Regions from separate parts of the Mus musculus genome. Here regions 1 and 2 are each linked to region 3. Evidence: chromatin contacts called from public promoter capture Hi-C data. All regions are on one chromosome and are shown on one strand. The core of a region is the stretch at or near the end of the contact, and the rest is flanking DNA. Distances in the headings are between cores, read along the strand shown. Region 1 holds the start of Alkbh2 (alkB homolog 2, alpha-ketoglutarate-dependent dioxygenase). Region 2 holds the start of Zfp644 (zinc finger protein 644). Region 3 holds the start of Fbrsl1 (fibrosin-like 1).

The links. Promoter capture Hi-C pulls out the DNA fragments that hold promoters and counts their contacts.
Region 1: a contact with region 3 is called in a promoter capture Hi-C map of pre-B cells, with 3 times the contacts expected there. The contact joins the promoter of Alkbh2 here to the promoter of Fbrsl1 in region 3.
Region 2: a contact with region 3 is called in a promoter capture Hi-C map of pre-B cells. The contact joins the promoter of Zfp644 here to the promoter of Fbrsl1 in region 3. A contact is called at or near these places in 2 of 39 promoter capture datasets (cranial neural crest and pre-B cells).

The regions. Positions count from the first base shown.
Region 1 is chr5:114,125,049-114,130,094 of GRCm38.p6, forward strand. Alkbh2 (alkB homolog 2, alpha-ketoglutarate-dependent dioxygenase) reads right to left here and starts at 3,170. Exons shown (of 4, transcript NM_001359941.1): 1 at 3,035-3,170; 2 at 2,478-2,721; 3 at 484-682. The coding sequence starts at 2,691.
Region 2 is chr5:106,695,357-106,699,679 of GRCm38.p6, forward strand. It overlaps Zfp644 (zinc finger protein 644), which reads right to left and starts at 1,474. Exons shown (of 10, transcript NM_001363318.1): 1 at 1,176-1,474; 2 at 287-343.
Region 3 is chr5:110,445,337-110,450,132 of GRCm38.p6, forward strand. Fbrsl1 (fibrosin-like 1) reads right to left here and starts at 3,167. Exons shown (of 19, transcript NM_001142642.1): 1 at 2,544-3,167. The coding sequence starts at 2,831.

The DNA of each region.
Region 1 (5,046 bases), core at 1,920-4,419, 3.7 Mb after region 3:
CTCTCACCACCTAAAGTGAAATGGCTTCCCCTTTAGCTCAGGCCTCGGAGCCAGGCTGAATCAAGACGCCCTGTTGGCTGCTATACTGGAACCCATTCTAGGTGCTACGGGCACCTACAGGGTTGAGGCTGGGGGTGTGTTGAGCATCCTGGCACACAGGTCAACTCCGTACAGCAAAGTACTTTGGACCCCAAATCCAGCCCTATCCCCAATCCTATCAGTATGTTTAACTTTCCCAGTAACAGGTCCAACCCCTCTCACATCTACACACAAGCTCTGTGAAGACTCCCCTCTTTAAAAAGAAAAAGATAATTGGGCATGAGTACAGTTATTCACGGAAGCCAGAGGTGTTGGATCTGCCAGAGCCAGGACTGGGAACTGAACTTGGGTTCTCTGCAAGAGTGGCACGGCCACCTGTCTAGCCTGGTGCACTATAGAAGGGTTGTCACAAAGGAGCACGGCTTTCCTCGGAGGAAGCCTTACCTGTTCACGAGTACAAAGTTGAAGGTCTGTCCTGTCACCTCGCAGACTCGATCTCGAACACGCTCTAGAACAGGAACCCAGGGCTTTGGTGTCAGGGTAAGACCAGAAAACGTGTACGTGAGGCCAGCATCGCCATAGGTCGCCTGCTTCCTGGGAACACTGTGCCACTTTCCGAACACCTGGACCTTGGCCAGTGCACCTGCGTAGAAGAACGGGAGTTCCACCAGTGACCCTTGGGTGCAGACAGCTCCGCACATTCAAAGGTGGAGAAGCAGAAACAACGTTCCCTCTGCTCACGTTGTAAAACGCCATGTTGGGAACCTCTTACCCTAAATCATTGTGGCTTGTCCCAAGTATTCACTCTGGTGCTGAAGTAGACAGAACACAAATTCCAAGCCAGCATGTCTCAACGAAAGAGAGAGATGCCTCAGTTGGTAAAGTGTCCACCACAAGGTATTGCTCAGTATGCCTCGAATCCCACTGCTGGAGGCTCACTGGCCAGCTGGCCTCACTGGATCTGCAAGTTCCAGACTCAGGAGAGGCCATGTCTCAGTGAGGAAGCGGTCTCCAGCTGGGCTTTATGTCAAGGGGCAGAAGGAATGCACATGAGTATACTGAAAATCCACTGGATTCTGTGGCTTCCTTGTGCAGACACATGAGACATGTAGACACACTATGTGCAGACACACAAGGCATGTGGACACAATAGCATTAAAACCAGCGGGCCACAAAAACAAAATAACATGAGAGCACCACAGGGGCTTGGGACAAAGGGGTTCTGTAGGAGTCAGGGTGATGAATCGGGGGTGTGTGAAAACAGCCAAAATGCATCATACACATGCATGAAATTGCTGAAAACAAAACATGGGTGACTTGTGATAAGTTATTTCTCTGCCACGGGTGAAATGGGCCAAGACAGATTAGATAATACTAAATGCAGTTTCTTGGGGCCAGTTCACTGGCCAGGGAATTCACCATAGGGGAGGAGGAAGAGAAATAGAAATAGAAAAAGAGCTCGAGTGTACAGAGAGAAGAGAAAGAGGAGAGACCACAATGTCTGGATCATATAGGGAAGAGCCTCTGGGGGAAGGGCTGCTCAACCCCTGGGCTGGAAACAGGGTTGGGGGCAGGGTATGTCAGGAAAGGACTTGTGTGTGGGGGGAGGAGGGGGATGCTGGAAGAACCTGGAGGCCTGGTCTGCTTTGATATACAAAATACACACTCCCTTTGTCCCTGGTCCAGAACCAAATCCTTCTAAGAGAAGGCCCCTGAGGCCATCATTCTCCCCTTCCTTTTTAAAATTTTGTTTTATTTTATGTATTTAAATATTTTATTTTGCTTGCTTGTGATGTCTGTGCCCTCGAAGGCTGGACAAGGGCACCACAGTAGCTGGAACTGGAGTTACAGAGGATTGTGGGCTGCCATGTGGGTGCTCAGACCCAAACTTGGGTCCTCTGGGACAGCAACTAGTCTTAACTGCTGACTCATCTCATACATTTATTTAATTATGGTCTTTAACAAAACAAAACAGGGTGTCGACAGGCAGTGGTGGCGCACGCCTTTAATCCCAGCACTTGGGAGGCAGAGGCAGGAGGATTTCTGAATTTGAGGTCAGCCTGGTCTACAGAGTGAGTTTCAAGGCAGCCAGGGCAACACAGAGAAACCCTGTCTCGAAAAAACAAAAACCACTGAGGCCTAACCTTCGCCTCCAGCTATTTTGAATCAGTATCACGAAGATCCCAGAATGGTTCGGTTTGGGGGTTTGTTTTGCTTTTTTTGTTATTTAGTTTTTTAACTTCCCAGGTAATTCCAATCAGTTGCCAAATAATTTCGTTCTAGACCTCGTGGACAGTTCGTATGCCAAACCATAACCTAACCTAACCAGAGCTGCCCAGACCGTGACCTAATCCGTCACAGCCGGAAGTTCACGCTTCTCCCAGGGAAGGCGCATCCTGTCCTCGCACAAGCCTAACGCACGTAAGACCTCCGCCTACCAGTAAAATACTCCACTTCTTGCTCCAACTCTCGGAAAATCTTGTCTGCCTCGGCTTTGCCGAATAGGACGGTGTAATCACAGCTCAGACCTTCCGCGCGAAGGTGTCGCCAGTCCGGGCTCTTCAGGTCGCCCGAGGCTCCTCCCGTCGGGGCGGGCTCCTCCCCTCCCCCTTGGAGGTCGCGGAGGTCTGGCCTCACCAGGAACTTGTCCATCCCGCCGCCCACTCACAGCTCAGACGCGTCCTACAAAGGAAACAAGAGCGCATTAAACCTCCTAGGAGGTGCCTGGCGGGCATCATCCAGGCGGGGAGCCTGCCCTGTAGCTTAAGTCTTCCTAGCACAAGCTGACCCGAACCACGCTGTCCTCACGCCCCAGGCGCCCATCGGTAGGAATCCCGGGCACGCATCCCCAGGCCCGCCCTGGAATGGAGTACTTTTAAAGACCCGTCCGTCCTCTTCGGAATTCGAGAGCTTTGGCTGCAAACGGCTGCCCAAACCCAAAAGGCTACACATGGGAAGACGCAAGCGCAGAGAGGCATGAGGCTCGCCCAGTTACCCAGAAAAGCAGGGTTGCCTCTGCCCTGCGGCCCCGCGGGGTAGGGGCTGGCACGGGCGAGCAACCGGGCTCCACCGGAGAGCCCGGAGCGGTGGGTCAGGTCTCTGCACAGACACACGCAGCCCCAGGAACCCTCACCCCGCCCCTCCCGCCTACGCGGGACTTCCGGGCACAGCGCCCCCTGCCGGTCTCCCTGCGCACCGCAGGATGCTGCCTTCACCTGATGGCTCAGCAAGGTTAGGCCTGTGGACCAGTTCTGGGGTCTACGAGCCTAGTGTGCTACAGCATACTGTCTGGGGGGCTTGAGGGCAGTGTATGAATCTGCACTCCTGACAAAGACACAGCATTGTCTGACCACTACAGTCGACATGGAGAACAGTTATACCATCCCATAGAATCCTTCCTCCCTTAGGTTCCGACATAATTTGTCAGCTATTCCTTGCTTGCTCTTCTTCACGATTCCACATAAATGTGATGGATTAGAGGCTGTATAGCCTTTTGCGTTTGACTTATTTCTGTAAGCACACTGCTTTTAGATATAACCGTGTTTTAAAATCTTTATTTTATTTTATTTATATGAGTACACTATTGCTCTCTTCAGACACACCAGAAGAGAGCATAAGATTCCATTACAGATGGTTGTGAGCCACCACGTGGTTGCTGAGAATTGAACTCAGGGCCTCTGGAAGAGCAGTCAGTGCTCTTAACCGCTGAGCCATCTCTCCTGCCCCTGCCCCCGTGTTTTTTAATCTTTTGGGGGGGTTGTTTTTGTTTGTTTTTCTTTTCTTTGTATGTGTGTGTGTGTGTGGTTTGTTTCGAGACAGGGTTTCTCTGTGTAGTCCCAGCTGTCCTGGAACTCACTTTGTAGACCAGGCTGGCCTCAGACTCAGGAATCCATCTGCCTCTGTCTCCCAAGTGCTGGGATTAAAGGCGTGCGCCACCACTGCCCAGCTGTGTTTTTTAATCTTTAGCTTCAAGTACAGCCATTTTATTTATATACTATGTATAAACATAGAGGACATTTGTACCGTTTTTCTCCTTCCATTGCTGGTATGGAAAGACCTGTGACAGTCATTTCTTGCTCCTGGTGGCACAGAAGAAAAAAAAATCACCATAAATATTCAAGCTCAAACTTTTCTGTGAATGCTGAGTTTACTTCATTGAGAAAACGCCCTGGTCCTCGACCAGAGGGAACGTGTTATATCTCTCTAAAGTGCTGCCTATGGGAGCACACGGTGCTCTCTGCTGTCACACACCAGCAGGGCACAGCAGGTCCTGTCTTATCCACGTTGTATTTTGGAGATGAAAACAAAAAAGGGGCAATGTGATAAACAAGATTTCTTTGTACAATATGGAAGTTGTGAGCAGGGTGACAGGCTAGGGAGTAGGGGGGGATGGGGAAGAGGATCTTACAGGGAAGAATCCTAAGCCAGCATTGAAGCTTTCCAGGTAAGGGACAAAATAACATAGCATGCGAAGATTTTAGCGGGACGCTGCGGAAAGGCAAACCGCCTGGAGAACTGCTAAATTGGGAGTCTAGTCAGTTCAGATTGGGAGGCTGTAGCCCAGACTAGCCCCTAACAGCTTGTGTAGCCAAGCCTTGTGCTCCTGATCCTCTTGCCTCCACCTCCCAGATGCTGGGCTCACAGGGTGTGTCACCACTCTGTGACACACGGCGGCATAGGAGGGTTTTTCCAGGGCAGCGGTCGGTCGAGGTTTAAATTACACTTGCAGTGGCACACGCCTTTAATCCCAGCACTTGGGAGGCAGAGGCAGGCGGATTTCTGAATCCAAGGCCAGCCGGGTCTACAGAGAGTTCCAGGACAGCCAGGGCTATACAGAGAAACTCTGTCTTGAAAAACCAAAAAAAAAAAAAAAATAAAAAAAATAAATAAATAAATTACACCTGCAAAAGATCACTCAGTAGAAAAGAGTAGCTGGGATTGTTATATTAGAGGGAAGGATATAACTGAAAGCTGCACAACTGAATGTATGTCTGACGTGAGTGTGGG
Region 2 (4,323 bases), core at 224-2,723, 3.8 Mb before region 3:
CCAACATCATTTCAGGGCCACAAGCCGTGGGCATCCCCTCGTTGAGTTTTATCACATAAAATTTGAAAGCTAATACGAAAGTTTTATAACAACTACATTTAAGTCAGTATTATTTTAACAGTTGAAGAGAACTTTTCCACTAATGTCGCTAAACCATGGATGGATCCCAACACGAGAGTCGTCTGTGGAAGTCTCGCAACAAGAAACCACCTAAGTTTCCAATCACGGGGAAGGGTCTGGGACAACTCATCTTCATGTTCTCGGGAGGAGTGGACGGAGCACACACCTGCTTTCCTCTGGCAGAGATTAAGCTCCCAGGGACACAAAGGCCAGGGAATCAGACCTGGAGAGGCAAAAAGCTTTAGCTAGATACCCACCAAGCCCCGTGGCCACCCAAACACTTCGAGTGTTTTTTTTTCTTTTTTTTTCTTTTTTTTTTACCTCTTGGAGTTACTTCTCAGGCACTTAGCGGCACAAGATGTTGCAGACCAGTGGGAAGAAGGGGAAGGCTATGCGCTCTGGTCCCAAAGTCAGGGGAGGGGTGTGGACAGTTACCTCCAGGGCCGGGGCTACAGGCCCGGACAGAGTAGCCTAGCCGCGCACGGGGCGCCGCCTGACTGCTCTCGGACCGCCCCCGTTACTCGGGGAGTTACAATGGCGACCGCAGGGCTCCCCGGACCTCCGGGTCTCGGCCCCCTTCCCCCTACCGCTCACTGGCTGCTCCGCTACATGTGACTAAACAAAACCCCCCGAGTCCAGAGCCCGGCTCGGCCCCTTTGTGTCCGCCACCGGATCCGCCGCCGCCGCAGCGGAAAGGCACCCCCCGCCCCGCGCGCCCGCCTCCGAGTCCCGCCCCGCGGCGGCCGCCGCCGCTCACCTAAGGTTCCGCGGCCCCCCGCGACCGCCGCCTCCCGGACCCCGCGGCCCGGGCTCCTTGTGCAGCAGCAACTCCGCCTCCTCGGCAGCAGCCGCCATCTTAGCCTGTGCGGCAAAACGCGTCCTTTCCGAGGGTTGGGAGCCAGCCTAGGGCGTAGCTCCCCGGGCCCGAGCGCCGCGGGCCGGGTCCCCCCACAACTTCTTCCGCCACCCTCAGTCCCGCCACCGCCTCAGCCCGGACGTCCGAAACGCGGCCGGGGCCGGGGCTAATCCGACCGAATAAGACCCCCGAAACTCACAGTTTGGTGCCGTGTGCGTCAAACCGGGGCGACGTTGGGAGCGCGCGGCGTCCCCGCGTCACACGCCGCTCTGTACGCTACTCGGCTCCAACGGCCCCCTCCGCTCCCCGCTTCTCGCCTCCGGCCTCGGTTCCCACGGCGCAGGCGCGCGGCTTTCCCGCCTCTGCCTGGCCGCCGGCCGCCGGGGGAAGCCAGCGAGGCGCGCCCGTGCTCTCGGGCCGCCGGAGCTCCCGTGCCAATCAGACCCACGGGGGGCGGCAGCAACGCTGCACCGCTGCTCTCCCGTGCCAAAACCAAACAAGGTCACCTCCCCCAGCGGTGACCTAACCACTCCGGAGGAGGTTCCCGCCCCAAAGTAGGCACGCTCCAAATATGGTGGCGACCAAACTCTGCAAGACCCAAGTACCAGGAATGCCTAGGCCCTTTAAGGTGGAATAGGCCCATCTCTGGTGTCTGCAATCGCTAGTTTGCCAAAAACCTGTTCCCTTTTCCAGCTGTTGAAAGAACCAGCAACATATATCAGGCCTACCTTGGAGAACTGGCACAGACAGGTTTTATGATGTTAAACAGGCCAGGTGGCAAAAGCATCAGGTATAGAAATTCAGTTACCCAGACAAGACACCCAAAAAGAAGGCCCGGATTTGGGTTCCTTGGACTCTGCAAGGGCAGATTCTGCACTAAGGAACATGCCTTGATTGTCCAAATTGGAGTCATGCAAAGAGACGTCAGAAATGCTGGTTAACTCTTCAGGTAATCAATAGATTCCCCAGAGGGTCTTCTAAATCTCCCTTTTAACAAGCATTCAGCCATGGGCTTCTGAGGGAAGCAGCGCACTAATTAGAGGTATTCGCTTTGCTTTTGAACCGAGTCAACAAGTTCCTAACCTGTTGAAGGTGAGCTAAACGTTCTAGAATACTCTGATGGGCCTGCCTTACTAAATTCTTTGGTTTCGCTGAACTTTTTCTCATGAAAAACTTTAAAACGTTTTTTAGTAGTTAAGCAGTAATCATGAACTATGCACCTCCAAGCCTTCGAGATATTATTAACATTCACAGGAATACACCATAATTACATTTATTTGTCAAGAATGGGAGTATCTTTCCTGAAAAACGGTGCCTTCAGAAGCAGCAAATGTATCCCAAAGAACGAACATTTCACTATCCACTCTAATTATTTCGCTTGCTAGTAACTGCTGACAACTAGAGTTCATGCTGTGTGTGTGTCAGGCATTCTTGTCACCTGTTCAAGTTCATTACAACCTAAAGTGGCAAAGAGAGATTAGACTGTTGAGCTGTTTCAAAATGAAAGCTTTCCTTCATATATACGAATAGATAGATACACAACAAATAAATCTGTGTCCATTTTCAGCCAACTGCTTGGAGGAGATGCACTTTAGAGACTTATTCTCATCTCATGAGTTTGGGTTTTGCTTGAATGTATGGCTGTGCACCGCATGCTTCATGCCTGGTACCACAGAGTCCAAATGAGCCTCAGGAAGGACCTGAAACTGGAGCTGCAAATGACAGGCCATCATGTGGAAATATCACAAGGGACCTGATCCTGAGTCCCCAGCAAGCACATAAGGTACTCTTGGCCAGTGAGCCATGTCTCCTGACCCACCAGGTCTGTTAACCTGCAGAACTCAAAGGCCTATCACCTGGAACCAAGCCTTGCATACTTCAGGGCACATTTCAGATATATAAAATATATCGATGTATGGGATCTCCAGATACTTTGTGTGTGTGTGTGTGTGTATTCAGATTATATAAAGTGTTGAATAAATGAGTTTCCATAGTTCTAAGAAAAGAGTCTACTTTCATCTTAGTAGGGAGTGGGGAGGTTAAAAACATAAAGCTTTTAAAATTATAAACAAAAGCTCTCATGAGAGTCAGGCACGGTGGTGAGTACCTTTATTCCCAGCACTATGGAGGTGGGGGAATTGCTAATTTGAGGCTAGCCTCGTCTATAAAGAGACTTCCAGAATAGCTAGGGCTACACAAAGAAATCCTGTTGAGAAAAATAAATAAATAAACGAATAAATAACCTCATAAAACAGAAAATAGACTCAGTATGCAAATACTTTCCTATAAAATATATCTAAAGTTTAATTGAACTGGGGAGATGGCCCAGGGGGCAAAGCGCACTGTTCAGTGTGAAGACTAGATGGAGTTCAGATTCCAGAACTCTTGTAAGAGCTGGATGGACATGACATCAGGTCTGTAACTGTAGCCTGTGAGGCTCAGAGACAGGGATCCTTACAGCAAGCTGGCTAGCCAGACTCACTAAATGCTCTTGGTTCAGCAAGAGACACTGCTGAATACATGAGATAGAAAGCAATCAAGGGGGCTGGAGAGATGGCTCGGCGGTTAAGAGCACTGACTGCTCTTCCAGAGGTCCTGAGTTCAAATCCCAGCAAACACACGGTGATTCACAACCGTCTGTAATGGGATCTGATGCCCTCTTCTGGTGTGTCTGAAGACAGCTACAGTGTAGTTATATATAATAAATAAATCTTTAAAAAAAGAAAAAAGAAAGCAATCAAGATGTCATATCAACCTCGGAACTCCACAGGCATGAGCAATCCAGCACGTAGACGTCGTACCACCCTCGGGACTCTAGGCATCCATGTATGCAGGTGCACCCCTCCACATATGTGTAATCACTCACTCAAAAACAAAGGAGCATGTTTACTGTCATTCTCTTTAGCATCTCAAACTCGGATGCTGAGAGAAAGGAACACTGAGCCAGGGAACCTTACACGTAGAACGTTGAAGCAGTGCACACAGAAGGACCTGTTAGTTTTGTTAATTTCAAAATACCACAAGGAAACAATTTAAGAGAGGAGAGGACTGTTCTTAGCTCGCAGTGTTAGTCCATGGTTAACTGGCTCCACTGCCAGATTAGAGAATGGCAGAAACATGGTGCAAAGTCACCAGTCACTGCCAGAAAAACTAGCCATCACGTCAGAACCAGAAGGTAGAAAGAATGGAAAGATGGGGTCAGAGTCGAGGTCCACTCTTCCAAGGAACACCTCAGTGACCTAATTCACCCAAATAGACCCCATCACTATCAATAATGCCTTCAAATTGTGAATTCACCAATGGCTTGATCTACTACCGATGTTAATCCTCATGATCCAATCACGTCC
Region 3 (4,796 bases), core at 1,917-4,416:
AGGATGCTTCTGTCCCTAAACCAGTTCCTCACCCTTTCACTGCTGGGTGACAGGAGCAGTCTCCTCTCACCTTTTTACACCAAGAGAATTGTCACAAGGACAAAAAATCTACATTTCCTAAATGCTGGAGGGAGGAACCATGGTTCTATGGATCTAAATCTGTGGTTAAGTGCCACACTGCACCCTCTCTGCAACAATCACCACCATGACATTTGGGAAAATAGCTATCCCCACAGACACAAAAGAGCCAAAGGTTGCATCCCCTACAAGGACAAAGGGAAATGAACAGAGATATCTGAGGCTGCCCTGGCACAGGGAGCTGCACAGACATTCTCAAATAAGATAATGGGACACTCTTCCATACAACTCAGAAGTCATTCACATATACTGAACTGCCTTTGGGGGGATTATGCAGACTTTGCTGACACTCAAATAGTGTCATGGCATGTGGGGATCCTAAAGTCACTGCTGAGAAGAGCTCTCCCTCTGGGCTGGAGTCCTGCTGACCCTGAGAATGTGGCAGACCATCTCCCCCGACAAGTGAGGCTGCACACACAGCAAAGGAATCAGAAGCAGGACAGTCCAGACTGTAAACTCCAGTCTGCTTGTATCTATCTCTCATCTACAGGTGGGAGTGTTCAAACCTGCTCGTAAGGTCATCTGAAAGGATAAATAAATTCACATCTGTAAAGAGACTGGCAGAGTGAACTCGTCATCACTGATACGATGAGATTATAAACTACTTGATCTCAGGGAGAAAATCCACTACAGTTTACCAGTAAATGATACCCAGCAAAACTCTTCTAGACATGATCTAGATCTGTCCAGAAACCAAGTACTTTCCAAGGCCAAACTCAGGTGAGGCTGCTCATGAAGATACCAAATTTTTATATAGGTGTAAGGAGGGGCAGGGTAATCTCTCAGAACCTGGATAAGCTGGTGAGACTGTACAAGTCAACCCTCTAGATGTGGCCTAGAAGAGGTGGGGAAAGGCCAGAGAATACAACTGGATACAACACAAGCTGACCATTTAGATACAAATGGGCTGGTCTAACAACAGTGTGATGTGACCTTAAGGCAGTAGCTCTGGACTTCCTGAAAGGCCTTTCCTCTCTTCACAAGTATTCACTCCTTAATATGTTGAGTCTTGATTGTTTCCTTCTGGGTACTGGGAACCCGCAGGCTCAATCCTCGCATTGACAAGTGTGAGGGGCAGAAGCCCAGGAATACCAGTCAAGTCTCCACAGTGTGGAAGAAGGTGAGACCAAAAACTGTGTCACAGGACCAAGCAGTACACAGGTACACAGAACACCTAAGGTGAGGCTGTAAAGCCTGAGACCCAAAAGAGGCCAAAAAAAGAAATGTGGAGAAGGCTAAACAGATGTGGAGGCTCTTTTGAGTTCTTTTTGGGCCTAGCAGACACAGGTGTGGCAAGGTAGGAAATGAGATTGCAGATCTGGAACTTCTGGTACCATGGCTGCAAAGTAGGGGCTTTAGCATACTGTCTGGCTGTGTCATTATCATCACTAAGGCAGAAACCCCGAAGCCTTCGTGTCTTCTTAGCACATCAGCACCAGACACAATACAACACACCCCACAAAATCATCTTAGTTTAGGATCTTTGGCTTGGGCCTATAACTCATCTCATATTCCCCAGAAGACACAAGGGCTGAACACAAAGTGGGACTCGGCCCTGCATGCGAATCAAACAAACCCATCTCAGGGCTACTCATAGTGGCCATCACCAACTGACCCTCAGCTCTACAGACCCGGCAGACCCCAGGGTTAGAATATGAACTTGGGGAAAACTCCATTTAGATATCCAATGACCAATTCCCCTTTCTCAAGCTTGGCCTGAAACTGGGAAATCGCAGGTATCAGTCAGGGCAAGAGTGAATAGGGTCGCAGTAATCCCTGCGACCACAGCCCAGCAGATGAGATGTGGTCCCCAAAGTTTTCACCCAGACAGAGATCTCTGCATTGCTAGGGGTTTGAAGGTTCTGCTAGTGCCCTGAAGGCCTGACCAGCATTTTCAACCACTTGAGTTCCAGAGACACAGTGACTACTCACTCACTCACTGACCATTTCTCTCACTTCCTTCTCTTCTACTAACCTGAGTTCAGGTCGGAAGGACACTTTGCTCAGCAAATACTGTGCACGACAACTCAGTCAAACACGTAGTATTCTTAGCAAATCTATTACCTATACCCATGCAATGATCACCAAGAAGGGTTTGCCAGTTGACTCCCGGTTCCCTCCAAAGAACCCTTAAGAGATCATAGGACAGGAAGAATCCCAAGTGTCCATTTTATCGTCGCTGCCTCCCCGAGGCCCAACAATGTCCAAATCCCCAGCTGGTCCCGGACGCAGCGATAACTTGGCAACAAGTAACGATCGCTGCAAAGCCCGCTTAGGTGGCGTGGTTTAAGTCCTCCCACACACCCCTCACTCCAGGTCCTCTTCCTGGCAAGGTTGCAGCGCGGGGCCAGGAGGCATACGTATGCGTTTCCTTGGTCCCGGGTCTGGCCTTCCAGCCCACCTACCTCCAGGGCCTCCAGGGTGCTGAAGCTGGCTATAGCGAAGCCGTCAATAACCTCCTCCTCCTGCGAGCTGGACTCGCGGCGACGGCGCCGCGGGGGGCGCGCAGCGCGCAGAGGCGTAGGGCGCTGAGGCGGCGCGCCGTGGAGTCCCGCGTTCTCCTTGCCAGGACTGGGCTCTGGCTCCTCACCCGACGACGGGCTCTGGGCGCGGGCGTCCCGGGCGGCTTCCCGACGCCGGCCGCGATCTCGCTGCGCGCGCGAACGCCGGCTTGGCCGGACCTTGGCCTCCATGGCGGCGCCGCGGCGGTGACCTTGGCGCCCCGCACCGCCTGCTACGCCGTGCCGCCGGGCTGCGAGGGCGCCGCGCGGGCTCGGGGCCGGGGCGGGCTCGGGACCGGGGCGGGCATGCCGGGCGCGGGCTCTCAGCACCGGACGCCGCGCGGGCTAGGACCCCGGGTCCCGCGCATCGGAGTGCGGCGGTCTCTCGGCGACCCTAGACCAGGTCCCCAGGGACACGGCCCATGGCGACCGGCGGGCAGCGGCAGAAGGCGGCGGGTGGCGGAGCTTCTGAGCACCGGGACCGTGAGGCAGACACAGTAGTGGCAGCGACCAGAGCGGATAACAACTGACGCACTTCCGCCGGGCCGGAGTGCCAGAGGAAGCGGGCGCAGCTGGGGGAGGCTGACCCGTCGACTCCGCCCCACCCTGGCCCCGCCCTGACCCCGCCCTTCCGGACTAAATGGCTCTGCGCTGAGCGGGCCCTCGCCCTTTCACGTTAAGCCCCGCCCCCGAAAGGGGGGAAGCTTTCCCTTTGCTCCGCCCCTGCAACAGGCCACACCCGTTTGCGCACAGCTCTTTAGAATTCCGACCCCCCGACCCTGTCAGATCACGCCCCATTCTTCCCGGCTCCACCTCTCTTGTCTACGCTTTCTCAGTTCCTTAAGCCCCGCCCTTGCCTTCCGGTCCTGCTCACCTGTGCAGGTCGCTGAGCCTAGTCATGGTCAGATCCCTCCTACTTCATGCCTCGCCTTGTTGACCACGCCTACTAGGCAATTAGTGCTCGCCTACAAGTACTGCCCAGCCACCTACAGCGAGTTTGTGGCGATCAGCGCCTCCCCTTCCGCCCTTCCCGTAGGAGGTGATGGGTCTATGCACCTACAGTAGCTTGGGGCAAACTGAGTGGAAGCACGTGAGAGAGAGTAGGTAGGTTGGTGCTGGGGGCTCACTGTGCTGAAGTCCTAGAGGCAGCGCGTACGTCATCGTCCACCTGCAAGCCCTCAAGCCCAGTTTCACTCTGGTCCCCATGCAAAATTAGGTAGCGCCCTGAAAACCAAACCCTCCAGTCTCAAGTAGTCTTTCCTTAGAGACCTGCCTACACTAGTCCAAGGACTTGGGGACCGCCGATAGGAAGTACAAAACTAGACAAAACCGTGAGTTTCCTCAGCAACTTCCCCAGTTGGGATGCCCTGGAGCTGGGCACGAAGTCTCAGCAATTCCTCCAGTGAGAACATTTGACATGAAGAGAAGGGAGGTGTCACAGCTTGGGCATTGGGCACTGAGTGAAAAGTGACATTGAGCCATGCCTACATCTGGGCAGCAGAGGCCCTGAAAGGAAGCAGACACGACTGAAGAATGCCCCTGGACAGGACCTCAAGTGCACATTTTCTGGCTCCTGAGATGGCCACAGGCTCTCTGCCAAGACGTCCCTTGGGGCATCTGGGAACGTGGCCTATCATCCACAAGTGTGCTCTTTCACTTAACAACACGGGGACCAACACACCTGCCAGCCTACCTGCCAGCCTTCCCTCTTCTTCCCATTCCAGATTTTATTACAAAACTACTCAGAGCTAGCATCTAACTAGCTAAAGAACCCTGTTGGAAAGACGCAGAACCAAGGCAGCTCCTCATTCCTGCTAACTGTTCTCTTTTAGACACCTCCTCCTGAGACCACCCCACTCCCAGCTTGTGGGGAGTTTCACTCTAGGTCAACCCTTTTCCACTCCAAGAACAACGACTGAGACCCGATTTTTGAAGTTTTCAACAGAAATAAAAGGTATCCTTGCTTACCAGTTATCTTAGTCAGGGTTTCTATTCCTGAACAAACATCATGACCAAGAAGCAAGTTGGGGAGGAAAGGGTTTATTCAGCTTACACTTAAATCACCAAAGGAAGTCAGGACTGGAACTCAAGCGGGTCAGAAAGCAGGAGCTGATGCAGAAGCCATGGAGGGATGTTCTTTACTGGCTTGCTCAGGCT